2 separate regions of the Sus scrofa genome follow, and region 2 is linked to region 1. A link is a contact called in public Hi-C data. All regions are on one chromosome and are shown on one strand. The core of a region is the stretch at or near the end of the contact, and the rest is flanking DNA. Distances in the headings are between cores, read along the strand shown. Region 1 holds the start of JMY (junction-mediating and -regulatory protein). Region 2 holds the start of HOMER1 (homer scaffolding protein 1).

Region 1 (2,700 bases), core at 171-2,670:
CGGACAGGCAGGAAGGTGGTAGGGGCCCGCGGCTTCTACCTCTCCGCCGCTCACTCGGGCCGACCTCCCCGCCCCCCCGCCTCTTCTTGCCGACCGCCTGGAGCCGGCCTGATGGAGGGACGGGTCTCCTAAACTCTGCGCCTCAGAATCGCCACAATGTTGCTATTCGGCTGCTGACGTCGGCGGCTCCACGAGGGACGTAAACACGGGCACGTGCCGCACGCTGGTGACGCGGCGGCGGCGCGCACACCCCGCTCGCGCCCGTCGGCTCCGCCCCTCGGCGTCCCCGCCCCGGTCCGCTGGCGGCCGCGCGCCGGCTCTTTTCTTCCCGCTCAGCACCTCCCTTCGAGAGCTGGAGGCGGGGAACTGCAGGCATTGAGAGTTGCAGGTGTGCCCTTCGGGACAGGTGGTCTCCGAACCCAGTTAAAGAGGAACAAAGACGGAGGAACTGAGATTTTTTAAACTCCAGCCATTCAAAGGGACCCTCAAGTGTAAATTTTCCTCCATTCGCCCAGAGGGATAATTCCTACATTCAGAAATAACTCGGTAACGTTTTGTGAACTATGTGCTGAACTTTACTGGGATCTATCTAGACTATTGGATTGTCCCCTAACACCCTTCCGACATTTTAAGGAATGAAGGGAAGGTGTCTGAAAGACAACCCAGTAGAACTCCAAAACAAAATAAATGAAAATGCAGCCCTGTCCTAGCAGTATGAATGCTTACATCTCGGTTCATCTGTGGTTTATTGCTTCAGGTTTCATCATTGTGTACTGTTCTGTGAACCTCGTTTTGAGGTCACAGGTTTGAGCCCTGTTGAAATTGTATTCAGTTATCAGAGTTCCCAGAATGCACATACCAAAAAAAAAAAAGCAAATCTGAGGAATTCTGCTATTCATACTGAAATACATTCTTAAAATTGACTAGTGGATTTTATAATCCAGTTTATATTATTAGCATTCTCTTTCCTGCTAGTGTCCAATTCATATTGCAGTTATTCTCTGTTCACAGTAAAGTACAATGGGAATGATTAATTTTATTCATATTTCTAAAAGATATGTGAGAACAGATTAACCTTGTATTGTCATCCATGCTTACCTCAGTATTGTCCTGACGTCTGAAAAAAACCAGCAAAAAGTTTTTGCCCTGTCACTCAGCTGGACATTTTAGACCTATAGATCTGCTTTGACCAAAAAAGGAGTGTTGGGAAGGGCCACTTTGGGTAGGGCAGGATGAGCAAAAGGGACTAGGACAGGTTTTAAAAGCTTTTTACAGTTCTTTATGTGAACCATAAATTGTCAAAGCTCATAACTGAACTTGTGGCAACTCTCAAATGGAAATCAGACATATCCCTTATGAAAGGCAAGACAAAAGAAAAAAAAATCCATTGTAGGAGTTCTCATTGTGGTCAGCATTAAGGAACCTAACCTGACTAGTATCCATGATGACGTAGGTTCGATCCCTGGCCTTGCTCAATACGCTAAGGATCTGGCGTTGCTGCAAGTTGGGGCATAGGTTGCACCTGAGGCTCGGATCTGATGTTGCTGTGGATGCGACATAGGCTGGCAGCTGCAGCTCCAATCAACCCCTAGCCTGGGAACTTCCTATGCTACAGGTGTAGCCCTAAAAAGACACAAACAAATGAACAACCCAAAAACAACCACTGCAAATGAGTATAATCAGCTAAGCAAATAATAACACATTTTAGAAAAACTACTGCTAGTTTTTCTGATAGGGAGTTCCTTCGGTGGCACAGTGGGTTAATGATCCAGCTAGTCTCTGTGGAGGCACAGGTTTGATCCCGAGCCTGGCGTGGTGGGTTAAGGATCTGGTTTTGCTGCAGCTGTGGCTTGGATTTGATTCTTGGCCAAGAAACTTCCATGTGCCTGCCAGTGAGGCTGAAAAAAAAAAAAAAAAAAAAAACAAAAAAAAAACAAAAAAAAAACCCAAGTTTTTCTGATAGAAAGTGATGAGATGAGATAATCACTAGCTCTCATAATATATTACAGATAAGTATGAATACTGAGAATGAATGCCAAAAGAATATGTTTATGGGAAATATATTGTTTACATATGTATTAGAATTGCAATCTTCCCCCACAGAAATAAAATTGCATCTCTTCAAAATAATGCTAGAGAAAATGGGTTCCTAGTCATACAGGTGTTAAGTATTTTCCCCAATACTCTGGCAGCTGTGTTTTGTCAAAAGGTGGTGTCAATGTTTCTCATTTTCTCTATCTTATAATTGTTATCCTGGAAATAAAAAGAAGCAAACCAGAATTCCCATGGCATTTTAGGTAGTATTTTACAATTCTTTATTTAGGCTTGTATCTGATTGTTGAGCAAGGTCTGAGTGTATAAATCACTCCCTGGGAATAAGGAGAGTTATAGAAAGCTACATTTTGACCTTGTTCCAACTTCAGTGTTGTGATTCTTCCACTGGGACTTGCTGTAAACTTTACACCGTATCTTTTACTGCTACTGACATCTTGAATACTGTAGGGTGTGCTGGGATTTTTGACTCTATGCTCTGCAGTCAGGACCTGCTGTAGAGCCATTCTCCTTTCTGAGTCCTACTCAAAGGTGGCACCTTCCGTACCACCTGATTTGAGAGCTTGAGACGTTTTCCTAGGTGTGGAATGTGTTGCCGGCAAAGCGGAAGGAGGCTTAGCAGTCATTGCTTCTTTCACTGTAGTTGTG
Region 2 (2,700 bases), core at 187-2,686, 230 kb before region 1:
CACAGCGCGAGCACCTGGTGTGGGGCACAGAGGCGGCTCTGGCGGCCGGGAGCGGGGCCAGGAGCCAGCAGAGGAGCAGAGAGCACAGCCCGCCCGCCGCTGGCCACTAGGGGAGGGGGGGGAAGGAAAAAAGGACGGACAGCCGAATCTGCCGGCCGGCCTAGCTCCCCACGAGGGCCGGCTCGGCCCCTGACCACCAGCCTCCCCACCGCCCTCGCGGCTGCCGCCTCCTCCAGCTTGCTGGCCGCAGGGCCCCGCCGGGCCTTTGGGACCCGTCAGCACCCCAACCCCCGGCTCCCGGTCGCGTCGGGGCGGCTGCAACTGCCTCGCGCCCCCTCCCGCGAGCAGGGGGAGGGACCGCACAGCTCCTCGTTCTCCCCGCCCCCCTCCCCCGCCCCCAGCAGCCCGCTCTACCGCCGCGCTCGCTTCTCGCTGGCTGCACTGACCTGGGAAGCGGTGTCCTCCGCTCTGCGAGCGGCGGGCGGAGGCACAGGCAGCGGCGGGCTTCGGGCCGCCCGGCCGGCGCTGCTCTGCCGAGCGGGAGCTGGAGGCCGGCGGAGCGGGGCGGTGATGGAAGTGTGAGGAGGCGGCGGCGGGGCCCGGGGACTGTGAGGCGGCGTGTGGCGGCGACGCGGAGCGGGAGAGGCGAGGAGCAGGGGTGGGGGCGCTGGAGCAGCGGCTCTTCCGCGGCTGCGAGCCCCGTTCCCCTGCGCCCGACGCAGGATTAGCTGCCCGCCTCGAGTCGGGCGGGCGCCCGTCGACCCTTCAGCCCTGTCCTCCGCCTCTGCTCAGCTCGCCCCGGAGCTGGGCGCCGGTGCTGGGGGCAGCGTGGGGCTTGGCTTTCTGATTCATTCATTCTTTGCCGCTGGGAGCCTCAGACCTGCGGTGCTCCGAAGAGAGGAGGGAAGAAGGGCAGCCGCGAATGAAGGGCCGGGCGCGAGCCGGGCTTCATTGTGCTCGGCGGCGGGGGGCGGGCAGGGGCTGAGGGAAGTGGGATCGGGCCCCCTCCCCCCTGTTCCCCGGCGTGCGCTGCGCCCCCAGCCTGCTGCCAGCCTGGAAATGGCTCCGTGTGTTCTCCTCGGGAGAATGGATCGATCCTGCCCAGCCTTCTCTTCCTCCTCCCCGCCTCCTCTCTGCTCCCGGTCTTAGGAGGGGGAAAAAAAAATTAAAAGACAGATTCCAATGTGGACTGCCATGCACGTCGCGAGTTGCCAGGTTCGCACTTCGAGGAGATTTTTCTATATAGCTTTTTCTAATGTGAGCGCAGGGAAGCAGTGACATTACTGCTTTTAGGATTTTTATTTTCTCTTAGGGATCTCTCCAGTGCACGTCGCATTGGGTTGCACGCTCCACCCCCAGGGACCCGGTGTGGTGGAGAAATTTGAACCCGCAGCCTTAGTAGCATCGAAAAGGCCGAGTTACCTGGCTCTCCCTGAGTGTGGAGGAGGACAGGAACGAAATGACCACCGAACTCATTTTTCACAGGACTCGGTGAAGCTGGATTCTGCGTTTTCCGACACGTAGACTCATTTTGTGGAATAGAGTTGACCGCTGTCTCCTCCGCGCAGCATTTTAATTCTAACAAGCAAATGCCACCTCTGTTTGAACGTTTTGGTATTTCCCAGAAAGAAATCATTTTATCTAAGGGAACTAACTGAATTTACAGCATCACTGAAATACCTCCAGAAAAGGATCTCGGGGGGTGGACAAGCTACTGCGAAATAGCAGACGGAGAAATTCCTTTGGAAGTTATTACGTAGTATAAGAGCAGAAACTTCAGAGCAAGTTTTCATTGGGCAAAATGGGGTAAGAATTTTTGTGTTTAACACCACTTCGAGTCTGTTTATGTATTTGTGTGATAGAGCGGTGGTGGTGGATTGTCTGTGTTTTATGTTATCAAGCAAATTTGCCACCTTGCTAAGCTAGTGTTAACCTTTTAACAAGTTATTTTTGTGGAGTGACACCGGAGGCCATAATTAAGGAACGCACGTCTGTTACTTGTCACCAGAATATAGTTTTATTAGTGATATTTAAGAAGACAACACTTCCTGTCCTTTCTTGGTTAAAGTGCCGCAGCAGTTTGTGATCAAAGTAATGTTGTCATAGGTTTTGTTGCCGATTTCTTTCAAAGAGAAGTACTGCATTCTCTCGGTGCCTTTAGAATAATCAGGTGCACAAAGGAACAATTGTAAAGTATTGAGCGGTTGGATTTCAGTCCTTGAAAATGATCCAGTGTAAATTGTTGCCCTCACTGTGCCCTCTGTTTTGCCCTTGAATAGCCATAGCTAAAATCAATAGAATTGACTTATTGGGGCATTAAAACGAAAATCTGAAAGTCTTACTGACAAGGGCTCCCCAGTGCCCTGTGCTTAGTTGGAGATCAGAGCCTAAATAAGAAAAGCTTTTTGTTGAAAGAACTTGTTCACTTTTCGGTTTTGGTTTTTTTGTTTGTTTGTTTTTTTGTTTTTGCTTTTGTGATCATGTCATCAGTTTGTGTTAACAGTGTCAGATCTACACCTTTCAGATCCCAAGTCAAGCAGAAGTGCATTTTCCAACTTTTTATTAACTCTTCATACAGTAACTCAATAAAATGAGTGACTCCTCCTAATTTAAGCCAGACAGCTATTATGTATTGATGGAATAATGATCTGGTCGTTTCATTGACAGATTGTCAATGCTTTGTGTCAAAAAAGAACTTCC

Evidence for each region. Hi-C and Micro-C count contacts between places; a contact is called where the count stands out from the background.
Region 2: a Hi-C map of skeletal muscle shows a contact between it and region 1, with 4 times the contacts expected there. The contact joins the promoter of HOMER1 here to the promoter of JMY in region 1. A contact is called at or near these places in 1 of 5 promoter capture datasets (liver), 9 of 47 Hi-C or Micro-C datasets (alveolar macrophages, embryonic fibroblasts, fetal heart ventricle and 4 more) and 1 of 2 datasets of contacts at active chromatin or transcription factors (skeletal muscle).

The regions. Positions count from the first base shown.
Region 1 is chr2:88,020,292-88,022,991 of Sscrofa11.1, reverse strand. It overlaps JMY (junction-mediating and -regulatory protein), which reads right to left and starts at 1,420. Exons shown (of 10, transcript XM_021084484.1): 1 at 1-1,420.
Region 2 is chr2:88,252,579-88,255,278 of Sscrofa11.1, reverse strand. It overlaps HOMER1 (homer scaffolding protein 1), which reads left to right and starts at 1,436. Exons shown (of 9, transcript NM_001243811.1): 1 at 1,436-1,806. The coding sequence starts at 1,802.